2 separate regions of the Gossypium hirsutum genome follow, and region 1 is linked to region 2. Evidence: chromatin contacts called from public Hi-C data. All regions are on one chromosome and are shown on one strand. The core of a region is the stretch at or near the end of the contact, and the rest is flanking DNA. Distances in the headings are between cores, read along the strand shown.

What was found. A called contact is a pair of places that touch in the nucleus more often than the background predicts.
Region 1: a contact with region 2 is called in a Hi-C map of leaf, with 1.7 times the contacts expected there. The contact joins the promoter of LOC107937214 here to the promoter of LOC107930653 in region 2. A contact is called at or near these places in 2 of 34 Hi-C or Micro-C datasets (both in leaf).

Annotation. Positions count from the first base shown.
Region 1 is chrA01:44,502,884-44,507,428 of Gossypium_hirsutum_v2.1, reverse strand. LOC107937214 (serine/threonine-protein phosphatase PP2A catalytic subunit) reads right to left here and starts at 2,109. Exons shown (of 6, transcript XM_016870069.2): 1 at 1,422-2,109; 2 at 430-544. The coding sequence starts at 1,674.
Region 2 is chrA01:44,217,877-44,222,796 of Gossypium_hirsutum_v2.1, reverse strand. LOC107930653 (ATP synthase subunit d, mitochondrial) reads right to left here and starts at 1,931. Exons shown (of 5, transcript XM_016862345.2): 1 at 1,597-1,931; 2 at 1,292-1,373; 3 at 266-330; 4 at 81-167. The coding sequence starts at 1,767. It overlaps LOC107930633, which reads right to left. Exons shown (of 4, transcript XR_005925593.1): 3 at 4,489-4,664; 4 at 3,710-4,198.

The DNA of each region.
Region 1 (4,545 bases), core at 860-3,359, 280 kb before region 2:
AATATAAGAAGTAATTTTAAGATGATTGATTAACTAAAGCTGCTCAATTGCTGTATGTTAATTGTTAAATCCTCCCACACAAAATATGAAAATAGCAATAAAAACTCGGTCAAATATAAGAAGTAACTCCAAGATGATTGATCAACTAAACTTGCTCAATTACAAATATCCAAATTAGTTAAGCACCCCCCAATTTAAATAAATTCTTTCACAAATCCTGAAGACCTTTTAAGTCAGTCAGCTTAACAAAGACCAAACAGGGTAGAAAGGGGTAAGGAGGGAATAATTGTTAAACCTCATGATTAAATTTTGTAAGCACTTATTGTAACTTAACCATTGGATCAACAATGTTTTATCCTACACCCCTTTCATCCTTCGTACCAAGAAAACCTAAAATGTTAGAAGGAAATGCAGGTGAAAAGATCTTACACTTGTGTAATCTGACGGCTCTCGTGATTTCCTCTAAGAATTGTGATTCTATCTCTATAACGGACTTTTAGTGCCACCAAGAGTGTGACAGTCTCAACCGAGTAGTACCCACGATCTGCATATATGCAATAAGGTTAAAATAAAATCCCTTTCCAATTCATAAATATGGATTTGCATACAGCAGAAATTATATAGGCACTATAAAATCTCCTGACTTCTACCTACATCCCACTCCATTCACCATCTAAAAGCTTTAGACAAGGTAGCTACAACTTCACATTTATAAGGATTGACGCAATAGTGGCTATTATTTCTGGTACATAGAAAAATTCCCTAAAAAGCTGAAAGTCCAAACTTAGTCCAAGAACTTAGTCTCACAGTACAACTCCACCTCAGAGGTAAGATACTAATCAAAAAGACTGCCAACAGCTTAGACCAAGCAGGGCAAGCTCAAACACCATTCCTACCCAAAATTCTCAGCAGTTTTAAGCATCTAAGGGGCGATGCTGAAAGGCATTTTTGTTTTCTCAATTTTAGTAACATGATAATATAACACGGAAGCTACCACTGTTATGCTATTCTATGGAGCATTTTTTTTTGTTCATTTTGCTATTATATTATCAGTCTTGTTAATTATCAGGCATATCGATGGTTAGGATAATAAGTTACCCTAGAATTTTAATTTAACACTAGGATTAAAAATTTATTTGCAATCCTACTATAAATAAGGTGTAAAATAGATTTACGGCCAACCTATTATTTTCTAATTAATAGATTTCAAAAACTAGAGGTTTATCGAACCTTATGTTTTTCATGAGTTCCAACTCTTAAAACAAAAACAAACTCAGCAAATATTATTCAGAAAATTAAAAGAAAAAAGAGGAAGGACGAGGAAAACGGACAGCTCTTAAATCAATACAACAGACTTCAAATAATCCACCAAAAAGTTAAAAGAACAGGGAAAGAACCCTATGAAAAAGTGACAAACATACCTACATAATCTCCCATGAAGAGATAATTTGTATCAGGCGCATTCCCTCCTATCCGAAACAGCTCTATTAGATCGTAAAACTGTCCATGAATATCTCCACATACCGTTACCGGACACTTCACAGGCTGTACGTTCCATTCCTCCACTAGTATTGCTCGTGCCTGCTCGCATAACGCCTTCACCTCCGCCTCAGACAGCGGCTTACACTCCATCAGGTGCTCGATCTGACGATCCAGATCTCCCTGAGACGGCATCCTTGTTCCTCCACCGTCCGAACACCCAATTCCCCCTTTCACCACTGACCGCAAAATCGTGGAAAAAGATAAACAAACACAAAGAAAAAAAAAGCGGTCGGATCGGTTGATTTTGATCCGCCAAGCGTTGGTGGTTACTTATTTGGATCGCAGCGCTGCTTAGAAATGAAAATGCTAAAAGAGGAGAATAAAAATAAAGGGAAACGAGCAGTCTGAAATGAAACTCAAATGCAAAGGCAAATGAAATGGCAAATTTTAGCCCTTTTTTAATTATTATAATTTTTGTTTGGTTGAAAATTGAAATCTCCCATTTTTGCAATAATTGGAATTAATAATTCCAAGTATTTGTTGTGGTGAGTGATCTTCAGACTCCCCCGGTGGCTCAGCCCAGTCAAAAATCTAGAGGAAGCGACACCTGTACCTTGACAACTTTTTCTTTCGAACTCATTTCATTTACTTATTTGGCTTTATAAGTTTTCAACCTTTGCAATTGGCCCCTTTTTCTACTTTTTTTTATTTAAATATGCCAGATCTGACAAAGGGTTGGAAAAGATTTTTGAATCTTTCCTTGAGTGAGTATTCTAAGATGCTGGGTTCATCTATTTTCATTTTGAGACATTAAGTCTTTATTCTTTTTTATTTAAAAATTGTAATTCATTTGTCTACAATTATAAGGAAACTAGAATCACTTATTTTAATCATCAATGTTTACAATTTTATCTTTATATTTCAAACATACAAAAAAATTTCAAAAAATAAAATTTTTATATTTTCAATAAAAATCCTAAATTTTTAAAAAAAGCACACAATTTTTTTAAATAATGCATGTACTATTCCATTAACTACTACCTCTCTTATAAAAATCAAATAAAAGCTTGAAAATACTTGAGATTTAAAATTGTTGAGTCAATTAAATAAATTCTTATGAATGTAGTAAAGTTAATTTGGAGGTTTAAAAATTAAGTTGAAATTATTTAGGAAAAATCCATTGGTAAATGGAAGTGTTTGCGACCGAAATCGAGCTTCACTTCAACGAGCCCAAAATTCTCAAAATAATGTAGGAGCCCTACCTAAGGGCTAGGTATTAATCTCTGAGCCACCATGTTTTATACCTAAGCGTAGGTATCGGTACTTAGGTGCCAGGTATAGGTGCCTGGTCTTATTTACCATAGCTTTTTATTGTCAACTTGAATCTAATACTTAAATGAGGGTATTGAAACTTAGACCCTTTGGATCAATTTTGTTATCATTGACTTGCAAAGTGTTGATAAAAAAAATAATAGTACTGATACCTTATAACAAGGGACCAAAATTTCCCTTAAAAGTCACCACAAACACACTCCAAATCCTTTTAAACAAATACTAACATAAAACAATTGCTATATCAATTTAAGGTATGAAATTTTAATCTCAAACACTTCCTAACATACTCTATCTAAAATCTGCATGAATATTTAGTCATCATAAAGCCTTAAATTTTTTAATTTTTTCTATACAAGACTTTTTTGAGAACTTTATTCGTGTATCCGATAAGAAAATTTATTTTTTACAAAATTAATTAATTTTAGATTGTTGGAAGTAATTAGAAATGATATTAAGCTATTTTTAAAGTTTTGAGCTTAATTGAGTAAGAATGCAAGTTGAAAGGTAAAATAGTAATTTTGTCGACAAGGATATTTTAGTCATTTGAAGAGAAATTATGATTAAATATTTGTGTTCGTAGATTTGTATGGTGATAAGATGATTTTTAGTATACTAAAACTCATTTTTGTCTTAAAAATAAACCATAACCACATGACATGATATTTATTTTACCTTTTGACCATACAATGATAATAGTATAAAAATGATAAAAAAGGGGAAATAACCTCCATTTTCTTTTTGTACTGGCTGACCATTTAGAAGAAAGAAGAAGCTCTCCATTTTCTTCTTTTCCTTCACCTCTTTTATATTTTTCTTTTCAAATCCATCACCATTTTCTTCTATTTTCTTACAAAATCCTTCATCATCATCATCATCATCATCATTTCACCATTATCTTCATCACCTACATCTAGGGTTTTGAATGGCTTATGAGCGAAAACTTGGTTAGAATGAGAAAGTGAATACTAAGGTGATTTTTCATGATTTTACATCATCTTGACATCTCATATCACATTTATGAGCATCCATATATTAGTTGAGTCATCCAAGTGACTATTTAATGTTGTTTGTTGATGATAAACTCAAATTAAGCAATGAACATGAAAGAACAAAGAAAATTAGACACAAATATTTATGTGGAAAAACTACTCTTAAGAGGATAAAGAATCACAAGCAAAAAAAATTCAATAAAATGACAAATATCGAAAGAGGAGTACAATATGGAAAACAAAAATAATCCCGAACCCAAAACACAAAGTTCTCTTGAAATTCTCACAAAACTCTTTCTTAATTGTGTTGTTGAACCAAACTCTCTAGGGTTGCTAAAAGCCCTTATTTATGTACTAAAATTTGTGGGCTAATCTGATTAAAATATCCTTAGAGTTATTAAAGTTCTACTAGAAAAAGATAGTCGAATTTAACTAGGAGAAGAAACTCGATTTAATAGGAAACACGTCACCACATCGTGATGTCACACATCGTGTCATCGAGATGTCGACTTCTTCTCGTTGAGATGTTATATGTCACGTCGTTGGGACATCGACTCTTTCTCATCACGACATTAACTCTGTTTCGGCCAAAATACGAGGCACACTCCACAAATCTCCTATAACACCCTATACTCGACCCAATCGCCTAGTGCGGGTACCAAATGTCACAATTAAACCGCATTACTTATCAACATTCTAAATTAATTTATTTACAAAAATTAACACCAGATTTAATCCA
Region 2 (4,920 bases), core at 682-3,181:
AAAGAATAGAACAAAAATCAACAATTGCAATTACAATTACGATAAAGAGAAGATTCATTTGGGCAGTGTTTTGCAATTACCTTCAGTTCCTGAACGTCGGCAATTTCTTTCTCCAAACGCTCGGACTCTTTCAAAGAATTCTCTTCTGCTTCTTTCAATTCAACCAACTATTAACCACAAGTAAATAACCAAATCAGATGATGAAAAAGAAAACCAAAACCACTGAGACAGGTAAAAGAGGATCAAGAATGCTGTTGATTCTCACCAATGCATCAAATTTCGGTTTGAATTGAGGAGTGACTGTGTCAACAAACTTGGGGATCTCTACGCCTGAAAGGAAGCATATAAAATGTGTAAAGATTAGAGTTAATAACTCAAAATGTATATAAAATTAAAACAGATGAAATCACAAACTCCCCACAGCTTCATCGAAACCACTCACACAATAAACAACCGTGGATTCCAAAAGTTGTAGCCAAGTGACAACCCGGTTAGACAAATTCTATAATCAAAGCAAAAAAATTACACTAAAGAAAGAGTTAAACATTGTAACTAACCAGTATGGCAAGTAAACAGTGAAAAGGAGGCAGCTCCATTTAACACAGTTAATTCCAAGAAGGTGCTCGTGGAACACCTTACCGTAAAAAAAAACCTGAAAATCATCTAGTTCATTGGTTGAGTAACATTGTTCTTTTCTTTTCTTTTCTTTTTGTAACAAATAAAGGTCTGAGTTAAAGGTTATTTTACATCAAACATCCAAAGCATAGGAGTAATGAGAATCATAGTTGTTCTATAGAAACTTTTACAGCGTTTTGGACAAGAATCTGGTTTATATACAACAAGAATCACGTTTATATACAATATTAAGAACTTACCTATAAAAAATATAACAATCGATGAACACAACATCCTTATAGGCAATATGGCCATCGGAATAGGTTTAACAAAGATAAAAAATATCCACAATCGAAGAATGGATGACAGAATTAAATTCCACACTTCACTAATTATTTTGAGACAATAAAAACGAAAAAGGAACATTGTAGCTAGTCAAGGTGACCATATCATCATCCGACTCATAAAATTATCATCTCATAACAGGAAGCACAGCTTAAACAACAGTTAATTCAATTCACAAATCGAGGAAACTGCAACCATGTGAAGACTTCAAACATGAGGTAAGTAGACCATTTTTATGCTTTTAGGAACCCTACAACAGATCTAAGAATAAAGGGGGCAACTAGGAAATAGTATAGAATGAAAACTCAACCATGACAGAAAAAAAACTTACTCTCATAAGCCTCTTTGTACATATCCACCAATCGCGAGCCGATTCCTTTTCTATAATATTCCCAATCGATAGGCTCAGGTTCCTGCTTAACAGAATCAGATTATCACCAAGAAAGTTAATACAAGCATCAAATGAAAAATCACCCTTAATGACAAATAGAAGCTTCAAAAATGATTATTTATTTCAATAAATAACATTAATCAACCAAAAAAAAGACTAAAACCCTAAAGATCTAATTATAGATTAACCCAAAGGTCCTAAGTTATTAAAAAAACCTGAGATGGGAGAGAATAGAAAACCCTAACCTGGCTGAACTTGGTCTGTAAAGTGGAGTTAACTTCATCGAAAGTGCGACGAAGAGTGGCGAACTCTTTGCGAGCCTCATCGGAGACCAAAAGCTTCGCCATCCCTTCCCAATCAATGCTCTTTCCTGCTTTGAAAGCCACATCTACTACTTTCTTTCCTGCTCCGCTCATTTTCTCGCACTTTCTCGCTTCCCAAACGTAATATTTTTTTCTCCACAACTTTTTTGGAGATGACTGATGAAGGCTGCTGCTTCTTGTTTAGGGAAATGAAATAATAATCTTAAATGGGCATTTTGATGTTTAATTGTGGACAAAATTGGAATTTTGAGAATTTTAAGATGGACCGGTTCGATGTACTTAGTTTGGGCTTAATCCAAATACCTCTGGTCCGACCCATGATAGATCGGGCTTATGTGTCAACCAATTAGAAGTTTTGGACCGGGTTCATTAATTTATAAAACTCTTGCTTAAAACACACGCAAAAAAAAAATATATATATATATATAAACTTTTTATATTATTAATATTTTAATAATTTATCTATCACGCCTATTCAGTTTGGTATAAATTAAAAAAATTTAACTATTTATTTTATATGAAAAAACCTTTCAATCATTATATATATTGACAATATTTTAAAATTGATAAGATGAAATATATAATTGATTTTATATACATAACAAGTACAAATATATTAAAAAATTTAATTGTTAGATTATTGAAACATTAATTATATAAAAAATTATGAAAAAGTGTAAAATTACTGATGTAAATAAATTCCTCTCTTGTGAAAAAAATGTTTAAAAGGCGAACAATCCGCCATCAATCTAATAAGGTGGGCTCAACTTAGATTAAGCATGGAAAAAAGGATTTTTTTGACCTCTAACAAATTTAACCTGACTCGAATTACTATTTATTAATGAAAATATATTTCATTTAAATTTAATTACAAAAATATTAAGAGTTTTTTTTTAAAATTTCAAATGATTTAATAGTTTGACAAAAAATTATATCACATTTTATTTTTAAATTTAATTCACGGATTGAGATAGTCTGATCCAAGTTCGGTCTGGGCTTAAGCATGATATTAACACACTTTATATTTGCTCAAACCCTGCTTGGCTCGAAATACAAGTTTAAAATTTTACCCAAGCCCATCCATATTTTAAAAATTTTATATACTTTTTCATTTATTAAAATTTTATATAAAATTATCTTAACATTTTTTAATGTTTATATTATAGTAGTATTATATATTATTATAGATTTAATTTTTATGTGTTATACATTATATAATATATAAAAGTAACATAATATAAAATATTACAAATTTAAAAATAGGTTGGATCAAGCTCAAGTCTTGAATGCTCAAGTCCAATCCATATTTTAAACGGGCCAATTATTCTTGCACAAACCCTCCCAAATTTCAGATAGGTCTTTAAGTCTAAATAAATAGCTCGACCCATGAATAAATTTACTCAGGAGCTGCTTATGTTTACGATATCCTTTTTATTTTTATTTTGAGCTAAAAATATTAAAAGCTTAAGGCTAAATGCTTAAATTAGAATGTAACATTTTAAGAGTTGCTCATTTAAGGATTAAACCTTTCAAAATGATCATATAAAGACTTAACCTTCACAAAAATCTTTAAATAAGAATTTTTCATGCACTTCAATCCAGTTTATAGTAAAAATTAAGTAAAGTTGACAGGTTTAGAATAAAACACATAACTACTGCATAAAAAGGAAAAAAAATAAAAACATAATTTAAAACTTCGTATATGATAATTGAGAAACAATTTTGAAAGATTTGACAGAGCATTTTATAAAAGATTAAACCATTATATGACCATTTTAAAAGATTTAACTTTACATGAACAACCTCTAAAATGTTGAGCTCAATTTGAACATTTAGCCAATTGTTGACTGAATTCCAAATAGTTTTTTTTTTTTAATATCATTACAAATTGAAAGAAAAAGAACCTTTACTATCATACAATAATTTTATCATTTTATAATTCTAAATGTGATTATGTCAACGAATTTAAAATAAATTAAAAAAAGAAGAAGATAATATTAAATTTCATAACTGCGTATAAAATATAACAAGAAAATCATAAATAAGTTTGCATTTTACTCTATTTTTAGCTTATAACATTGTTCGTGACTTTTACCAAAAAAATCTGGATACCTATACGTTTTCATCATAATAGCATTCATTAACCTTAGGAATCCAAGATTATCCAAACTCGAAAAATCCAACTGTCAAATTTGAAATGACCCAATTTGAACTAAAAAAAAAAAAATCCAAACCTAATATTTTTAAAACTCAAAATGATCGGACCCAAACCAACCAGACCCACCCATAACGGCATTCTCCGCTTATTCAGCACCAACTTCGACGGTTCCTAATCATCATCATCAGTAAGAACAAGTTACACGCAAAGACAGCATCAATGGCAGAACCCAATGCTGCCCCAAGTTCTAAGGACTTGGGTCATTCAGGGGATTTGTTGTTGATAAACTATCTTCCGTGAAACAAACATTCAATACGAAAAAATCTTCCACTGAACAAATAGACCCTAAATGCTAGCAATTGATTTCTGTCAGTAAGAAGAATACTTTCAATCATGTTATCTTGTGTCTTGAAACATGCAAAACTCATGATCATGGTATTGACAAAACAACCACAACAGGAAAATTACTGTTGGGAAATCGAAATATATGAAAGCCAAACTCTAACAAGAGGACTATGCTCACGATGAAAACCTCGTTACTTTCAAGAGTTTTGATTAAAAAATACAACACATCATGCAGAACATCTTGGATAAAGATAAATCAAGAATTTGTCTCATAAAAACTAACATATGATTTATATGAAATAAAATGATACCTGATGAAGAATTTTATTCTCCCCTAGACAAAGAAGAAGATGAAAATTATTATCCACCGACATCAAGGCTGATAAACCTCAGGAAGCTTGAGACCAACACTTGCAGCTGATTTTCCAAGTATTCTTTTCATTTCATCTGACCTATCAACCGCTATGTTGTATGAGAACAATAAGTCCTGCCAAATAAGTAGCAAAACCGGAAGCAAATCACATTCGTTTCTTTCAGGAAACTTCTTGCATTCAAAAGCACAAAAATGAAGCATTCGGTGGTAGCATGGATTGATACAAGTTACCGTAGTCCATACAAGCAGCATGAGAAAAAAATCAGGGACACTATAGCTATATTCCCATTAGAAAAACCAATGAACAAGCATCTTAAAGCCTTCTATTAATCCTTGGCCGAAAAGAAAGGCTTGTTTCAATCTTAGAAAA